Regions from separate parts of the Mus musculus genome. Here regions 1 and 3 are each linked to region 2. Evidence: chromatin contacts called from public Hi-C data. All regions are on one chromosome and are shown on one strand. The core of a region is the stretch at or near the end of the contact, and the rest is flanking DNA. Distances in the headings are between cores, read along the strand shown.

Evidence for each region. A called contact is a pair of places that touch in the nucleus more often than the background predicts.
Region 1: a Hi-C map of group 2 innate lymphoid cells shows a contact between it and region 2, with 4 times the contacts expected there. A contact is called at or near these places in 1 of 39 promoter capture datasets (the 3T3-L1 cell line), 6 of 484 Hi-C or Micro-C datasets (the AML12 cell line, bone marrow-derived dendritic cells, bone marrow-derived macrophages and 3 more) and 5 of 130 datasets of targeted methods (CD8 T cells, the HPC-7 cell line, embryonic fibroblasts and 1 more).
Region 3: a contact with region 2 is called in a Hi-C map of bone marrow-derived macrophages, with 54 read pairs. A contact is called at or near these places in 1 of 39 promoter capture datasets (macrophages), 9 of 484 Hi-C or Micro-C datasets (the HL-1 cell line, bone marrow-derived macrophages, embryonic fibroblasts and 4 more), 9 of 130 datasets of targeted methods (the HPC-7 cell line, acute myeloid leukemia, bone marrow-derived macrophages and 5 more) and 4 of 9 other capture datasets (adipose tissue, liver, macrophages and 1 more).

What each region holds. Positions count from the first base shown.
Region 1 is chr19:17,294,064-17,296,763 of GRCm38.p6, reverse strand. No RefSeq gene overlaps it. Among named protein-coding and RNA genes, the nearest start is that of Gcnt1, 61 kb to the left of the region's middle.
Region 2 is chr19:17,162,296-17,164,995 of GRCm38.p6, reverse strand. All of the region lies in intron 9 of Prune2 (prune homolog 2), which reads right to left. Among named protein-coding and RNA genes, the nearest start is that of Gcnt1, 190 kb to the left of the region's middle.
Region 3 is chr19:17,332,342-17,335,041 of GRCm38.p6, reverse strand. It overlaps Gcnt1 (glucosaminyl (N-acetyl) transferase 1, core 2), which reads left to right. Exons shown (of 3, transcript NM_173442.5): 2 at 1,786-1,932. Among named protein-coding and RNA genes, the nearest start is that of Gcnt1, 23 kb to the left of the region's middle.

The DNA.
Region 1 (2,700 bases), core at 169-2,668, 130 kb before region 2:
GGCTCTGCTGTAGAGCTCTTGCATAGGAAATGTGAGGCCCTGCAGTCCAATCCCAGTACCACATGCAAAAACCCAAACCAAACCAAAACACAGCCAAGAAAGAAAGAAATGCTGTTTTCAGTTTCTCATTGGGCTTAGTTAATTAGAAGTAAATTAGATCACTTCAAGACTTTGGGAGCTTTAATGAACACAGATGATATGGAAGATGGAACAAGTCGCTCTAGAGGTGACATGCTATAGGAAGGGAGTTCTCAGACGCTATTTTTAAAGAAACTGGGTTTAAATGCCTGCCATGCCACTTAGGAGGTGTGGGTCTTTGAATGGGGCTCTATCTTTGATTTTTGGTTTGTACCTCTTTAAAATGGGGTCATAAGGGAACTTACATTGTGGTGCTCAAACTCTCAGATAACGTGCACCATGCCAACTTCATAACAAACACTTGCTGTCTTGTCACGAAGTGGGCGTCAGAGAAGCCGATGGTGCTGATTGCTAATGTCAGGCGGTCTCCAGGCCTCTTATCTGATTGAGGAAACACCACATGGGGCAACATTGAGAGAGAGCAACACCAGCTCAGAAGGAAGCACAGAGACACAAAGTGGCAACTCAAAGTCAAGGTTCTGGAGAGGAGAGAAGAGGGCAAAACAACCATCAGAAGCCTGTGAAGAAGGGAAAGGGAGTAAGATGTGTGCTAGAAACACAGAGCGTCCCAGCTCCATAACAGAGAGGATGACCTGTCCTCAGGAAAGAAAGAAAGAAAGAAAGAAAGAAAGAAAGAAAGAAAGAAAGAAAGAAAGAAAGAAAGGAAGGAAGGAAGGAAGGAAGGAAGGAAGGAAGGAAGGAAGGAAGGAAGAAAGAAAGAAAGAAAGAAAGAAAGAAAGAAAGAAAGAAAGAAAGAAAGAAAGAAAGAAAGAAAGAAAGAAAGAAAGAAAACTCAGAAAGTCTCAAGACAACTGATCAACCAGCCCTGGCTATACCACGAGGCATATGCCTCCCCTTCAGATCAGAAACGGGTCAGGCCCAGTCATACATCGGGACAATATTATGCTCAGTGGTACATAGGACAGTGATCCTGTAAGATGCTAGCAGATCTGAAAAACACTTGTTATCTAATGCTGTCCCAAGAGTGCCCTGCACATCTGTCCTGTTTGTGATGTGTGAGCAGACCTACTATGTGTTAGTCATACCAGAGTGTGCTACATCCACAGTGATGCACAGCACACAATGTGTAGCAATGGGGCTCAGCTACTATGTCTCTGGTTTACGTAATTACTAATTGTTTTTTTTTTTAATCAGCATCTTTGTGTATAGTCATTCCACTTGTAAAAAAGGAGAGTTTCCTGCTAATATGCAGAGTGATGGTCCTATACCTCAGGTTTCTGATGATTAACTCAGTTTCAGTTAGTCTCGGTTTCTGTAAACTCAGTTGAAGGCGACACAGGAAGTGGCCTAACAAGTTTCTCAGAATGTGTTGCTGTTGTTCAGATATACATATGAGAGGACAGTTTACAGCTTCGGACTTCTCCCTAGCTGAGCAATACTTGTTCCCTTTGTTCTTAGGCTGTGCTACACACCAAACAAGACCTTAGGGTCAGAGATATAGCCACAGTGGCCAAATGCCCCAGTTTGCTTGGGACTGAGGGCTTGCCTGTGCTAAAACTCTACTGTGCCAAGCAAGCATGGTTCGTCATGGAACACAATTCTGCTATGAACTGAATAATAATAATAAAAATGATTAAGAGGGGAAAAAGATGTGTACACAAATTTCTTTCAAACTAAGAATCAAAATGAAGTCAGAAACTTCGCAGTCTTAGCAAAAGAAGGCATGTATGTTCATGTATGAAACAGATGCAGAAATTATCGCTTCGCCTGTGAGTTTTATAAATCTTAATAGTATTGGAGAATGGAGGGAGGGACAGAAGGAAGGAAGAAGGGAGACTATCAGGATGTCATAACTGTTCTTATTTTTTTTTAAATTTTTATGGATAAGAAGTCTGTATAGAATTAAATCAGCTTTTCAGCGGGAGAAGCCCCTGCTGCAAAGCCCGGTGCCCTGAGTCCGATCCCACACTGGTGGAGGACAGTTTCGCATGCTCTGTCCTCTGATTTCCCCATGAGTGACGCTAACTCACTCATCAAATGCACAGGTTAGATTTTGTCAACTCAATACACACTAGAATTAAAAACTGGAAGTCTCAGCCAGAGCTGACGCTTGACCATAGCAGAAACCATCTTTGGATTTGAACTCCAGTAGCCTGGTCTAGGAGCTGCCAACCTGACAGCACAATTGATTTGGAGCTGTGCCCACATTGTTATTTCATTCTGTTTCCCATTAAAAAAAAAAAAGTGGAGACAGAATTAAAATGTTCCAGACACCTAGGTCCCATGTTTTCAAACTGACATCAGCAAACTTTCCTGGTTAGGTGCCTGCCTGAGGGTGGGAGCGGGACTAAGGGACACACTGCAGCATCAGGGAGACAGGAACTATTGCTGAAAAACACTGAAGCCCAGCCAGAATCCTCCAGAAAGAACAGAATCCCAGCCCAACCAGGTAGCGGCTACAACCTCCGCAGAAAACGCCTGAATGGGCTTGCGCCTTGTTTCAGGCCCCTTTCTTGACCCTTTCTGGGCAACTTACATAGGACAACTTAAGCCAGATGATCTTTGTCCTCACTGCCCCTCTGGACTTGACTTCAAGCCTGG
Region 2 (2,700 bases), core at 81-2,580:
GACCTTCCTGTAAACAATAAAGCATTGTCTGAGTTTCAAGTGTCCTTACAGTTAAGAAATAACTGGGGGTAGCCACTAGAAAGTCGTAGATGCTAGGAAGGCAAGAGGCTCCCAGGACCCAACAGGGGTGACATTAGCTGGAATACCCAACAAAGGGGAGAGAGAACCTGTAGAGACCGTATCCATACATTAGACATGGCCCCCCATTGAGGGATGGGGCCACCCACCCATCTCCAAAATATTAACATAGAATTGTTCCTGTCTAAAGGAAATGTAGGGACAAAGAGTGGAGTAGAGACTGAAGAAAAGGCCATCCAGAGACTGCCTCACCTAGGGATCCATCCCATATACAGACACCAAACACAGACACTATTGCTGATGACAAGAAGCGCTTGCTGACAGGAGCCTGGTATGGCTGTCCCCTGAGAGGCTCTGCCAGAGCCTGACCAACACTGATGTGGATACTCACAGCCAACCATCAGACTGAGCACTGGGACCCCAGTGGAGGAGTTAGAGGAAGGACTGAAGGAGTTGAAGGGGTTTGCAACCCCATAAGAAGAACAACAATATCAACTAACTGAACAACCCAGAGCTCCCAGGGACTAAACCACCAACCAAAGAGTACACATGGAGGGACCCATTGCTCCAGCTGCTTATGTAGCAGAGGATTGCATTATCTGACATCAATAGGAGTGGGGGGGGGGGGGCTTGGTCCTGTGGAGACTTGATGCACCAATGCAGAGGAATGCTAGGGAGGTGAGGTGGGAGTGGGCGGGTGGGCGAGCTCCCTCATAAAAGCAGGGGGGAGGAGAGATGGGATAGAGGGCTTGCTGAGGGGAAACCAGGAAGGAGGATAACATTTGAAATGTAAATAAATAAAATAACCAATAACAAAAATAACATCAGAAGCAGTGGGTTAATTGAGTATGGGTTGTACGTGTTTAGACAAAGCATAGCTAAGATTCCTAAGAACTGGGTATGAACCCAGGTAAAAGGTAATTTCACAGCTGCACAAACCTGCAGATCCTAGCATGCCTCCTGCTCCCTGGTGTCATGGAACTGAGCCTGAGCTGTTCAGCTGGAACACCATGCAGGCAGGCACCAGGGAAGGGTAAAGCTGAAGGCCACACTCGGGGGATGGGACGTGTGGGGGTGTGGAGGCAAGAACTGCGACAAGCTCATGGGTATTCATCAGGTATAAGGGAAATCTGAGCCATAAGAACCTACGGCAAGTCTAGGAGAGATCCGGGGATACTCTTAGGAGCATGAACATCTGTAGGAAAGGCGTGTCCTGATGAAAAACAGTAGGCGGCAGAAGGCTGCCGAACTGGCTACACGTCTCCACCTAGAGGACGCCTCACGACACTTCTGTGGTTTCTTCACTGGATGGAGTAATGTTGCGGCATGTCCCTGGCTTCTAATCTTCCGAGTGAATTTTCCTGACATTGGGTTGTTGACTCCATAACTTGCTGTAGCTAATGGAAAGACTTAGGAACAAGTGTATGCGGTGTCACCTTCCTCCTGCCTTGATGGCTGTGCGGGCTCTGCCCGGCTAGATTCGGGTGCCTGTGATGAGCTAAAGCTGCTGGGCACATGCACAAGAAATGGTTTCTATCCTGTTTTGCTTTGAGACTATTCAGACTACATAGCAAACTTTATTCCTTCACAGGGAATATCTGGCTCACACTGCCGTCTCAATGGTATCGTTAATTTGGATAACCCATTTCCATGGTCCCAACAGAGCCTCCGTTTTACAACACATATCTTCTTGCCCGGGTTGTGAAAGTATAAACATACATCTTTAAAGCTATGACAGAATTTTGGAAGAACATCAAAGACTTTCTAGTATTCCATAAATCTAAGTATCAATATAACACTTGTATGCTTTTTACTTTCATCATATATAAATTCATATTTATTCAATTCACTCAATTTACTTAATATTCTTAAATGGGTGTTTGATCCAATTAAAAGTTATTTTGAAATGTTATATATATATATATATATATATATATCAAACATATTCTTAGATACTTTTAATTTCCTAGAATAAAGTACTCATATGAATTAAATAAAATACTGCTTTTAAGTTCAACTTAGAGCTCCTTTGATTTCTTAATTTGTGGCTTTCTGTCTTTGCTAAGAAGAGAATATAAAAAGCTTTAGCTGTGTCTAGCAGGGTGTAATGTACTGGGTATGAGCTTCCTCCACCCGCCCCATAGCTACAGTTTCTGTGGTTTCTGTTACCACATGCAATTCTAGTCTGAAAATATTAAACGGAAAGTTCCAGAAATAAAAATTTAATAATTTAGAAACCTGTTATATCCTTGTTATTACTCCTTTATTTTTATTAGTTATTATTTTTAACTTCTTACAATACTTAATTGGCAAATTAATATTATCAATGGTGCAAGTGTACAAAAAAATACAGTGTATTGTCCATGAGGTGGGTATACTCTACCATAAACACAAGTCCTATCATATGAAATTGAATATCTAGATAATAATTAATACATTTTCAAGCTTAAACTCTACCAAGGGAAATACTCAGGTGTCATAAATGAAGTTACTAAAAATTCGATGAGTAGGTAAGATTCCAGACTAGACAGACACAGTGCTGGAAGAAAGTCATGGTCCTGACATGTTATAGAAGGCTCTGGAAGAGCTCCTAATTAAAATAGATGAGGGGACCTGCATGGA
Region 3 (2,700 bases), core at 17-2,516, 170 kb before region 2:
TTGCGTGTATGTTAGCCAGCAAGTGAGGCTGGCTCTCTGAGGAGGCGCCTCCTGTGAATGCACTCTTAGAACATCTTCTTTGTTCCCAGCCAACACTTGCTAAGCATGTCCAGAAGTGCTCCGGCCACCACTGTTGTCTCCATGACCTTACACTGAGCCTAGGAATGATCCCACCCAAACATCAGTTGTATAGGCTCCCTGCTTAAGACGCTCACACTGTGGGAACTATTGCTGAGCTCAGCTTAACTGTGACAGGAACGTCCTCTCCAGGTCTTTATGTCTTGGCTGTGCGTATTTCCACTTTACAGTCTCTGAGCTGTGAACTCATTGCTCTTAGTTATGGTATACCTCAGTATGTTTATCTATTTACTTACCGAAGCACAGCGTATGTCCAAATTTTGGCAATTTTGAATACAGCTTTTCGATCATTATTAAACATTTCTTTCCATGTCCTTCTTTCTTTGTTCTTTTCTTCTGGGAGTCCCCTACCCACATTTCCAGACACTTGCTTTTCATGTTGTCACTTGGGTCTCATAGACTCACTGTGCCATGCTTTTTTTTACTGCCAGTCTCAATGTCTCAATTTGGTTAGCTATCTCATAATTTTGTTTAATTCTTAAGTTGTTTGAATGGATGTATAGTAGTTATTTAGTCTGTTTTGTTTGAATGGATGTATAGTAGTTATTTAGTCTGTTTTGTTTGAATGGATGGATAGTAGTTAGTCGCTTAAGACAAGTGCCTAATTGCTTTTGGGGATAGGATTGACCATTTTCCCCCTATGTATGGGGCAAAGTTTTGGGTTTCTTTTCATGTCTTGTGTTTGTTGTTGTAGCTGTGCATTTTGTGATATAGTGTTGACTCTGGAAATCGGATTTATTTAGTGCCTTTTTTTTTGAAAGAGGTTCGTATTGTTGTGAGAAGCCACTCAAGTCTCTAATCAGCTCTGTAATCCCAGCACCCTAGAGACAAAGGCTGGAGGATTACAGATTCACAGGACTTGGTTGCACAGTGAGACTTTGCCTCAGAAAGAGAAAAGGAAAGGGGGAAGTCTCTGTCCAGTTAACTTCCTGATCTGCTAATGACTGCTCTTTTTCTTCTTCCCGAAACTAAAAAGGGGCAAGGGTTACTTAGAGGAATATTGGTTATTGTTGATATTTTTAAGTTAATATTTATTTTATCTTTAGTTATGTCTATTGTGTATGGTTGTGTGTGAATATGGAGCCTGACCCAGTTGGCATGGTTGCTGGGAACCAAACAAATCAGCTGGAAGAGCAGCAAGCCATCTCTCAAGGCACCCCCACCCCCACCCCATTGTTGATATGTTAGTAGTACAATCTTCAAGTATTGGTAATGACGTGAACAGCCTACTCACCTGTGAGGTTGTTGCTGACATGTTGGTGAGCATGGGAGCCTTCATAGAGAGGACAAAGTGGGTGGGATTTTCCAGTTAGATTAGCCGGTTAATCTCTTCCCTAGCACTCATTTTGGGAATGTTGTTGGAGTTTATCTTGGAAAGCTTATCCCATGCAGCTTATTTAGCATACATTAGGTCTTTGGTTTGAATCTCAAAGGAGGAGGAAGAGAGAAAATAAGAAAAAGAGTTTAACCTAAATCCCACAAACATAGAATTAGAAAAAGAGTAAGACTGTAGAGGCCTGGGCAAGCCACATATTTGATGGAGGGGGTGTTGGGTAAACACACTGGAATAGCTGCTTTCTCGTGGTGTGCATACGGCAAGCGCACACACCATCAGCACCGTCTCTCCCCTCCCTCTCTATTTTACAGGCTGTTGGAAAGCCTGCTGGGACATGTCATCGCTGGATGCCTGGTGCTTGATAGGAACTTGGCAGCACAATATTCCCTCTGAGCAAGTACAGGATGTCACCAGGAGTCAGAGCCTCAACAGATTCAGGCTTCCTGTGATTCTAAACGGTAAAATAAAGTCCGAATGTTTTTCTATTTCTTTTTCTTCTTTTTAAATGTTATTTGTTTGTTTATTTTTAGTCTATTTATTTTTATTTATTTACTTCACATACTGCTCACAGGCCCCCCCTCCCAGTCACCTCCTCCCACGACCCTTCTCCCTCTCCTCTTCTCCTCTGAGAGGATGGAGGCCCCTCTTGGTATCCTCCTACCCTAGCACATCAAGTCTCTGCTAAGTACATCCTTTCTCACGGAGGCTAGACAAGGCAGCCCAGCGAGAAGTACATAGCCCACAGACAGGTAACAGCTTTTGGGATAGCCTCCTACCCTAGTTGTTTGGGACCCACATGAAGACCAAGCTGCACATCTGATATATATGTTGGGGTGGTTCAGGGGGGTTAGATCCTGCCCATGTATGTTGTCTGGTTGGTGGTTCACTCTCTGAGAGCTCCAAGGGTCCAGATTAGTTGACTCTTGTTGGTCTTTGTGTGGAGTCCCAATCCCCTTTGGGACCTGCAGTCCTTCTCCCAATTCTTCCATAAGAGTCCCCAAGCTCCATCTACTGTTTGGCACTGGGTCTCTGCATCCCCATCTGAGTTTGCTGCTGGGTGGAGCCTCTCAGAGGACAGCCATGCTAGACTCCTGTGGTGTGTGTCCTTTTGGGTCTAGGTTACCTCACTCTGGATTATATTCTCAAGTTCCCTCCATCTGCCTTCTTAATGTTATCCTATACTTATAATGATCAGTGACTTATTTATTTCTCACTTTGTTTTAGTT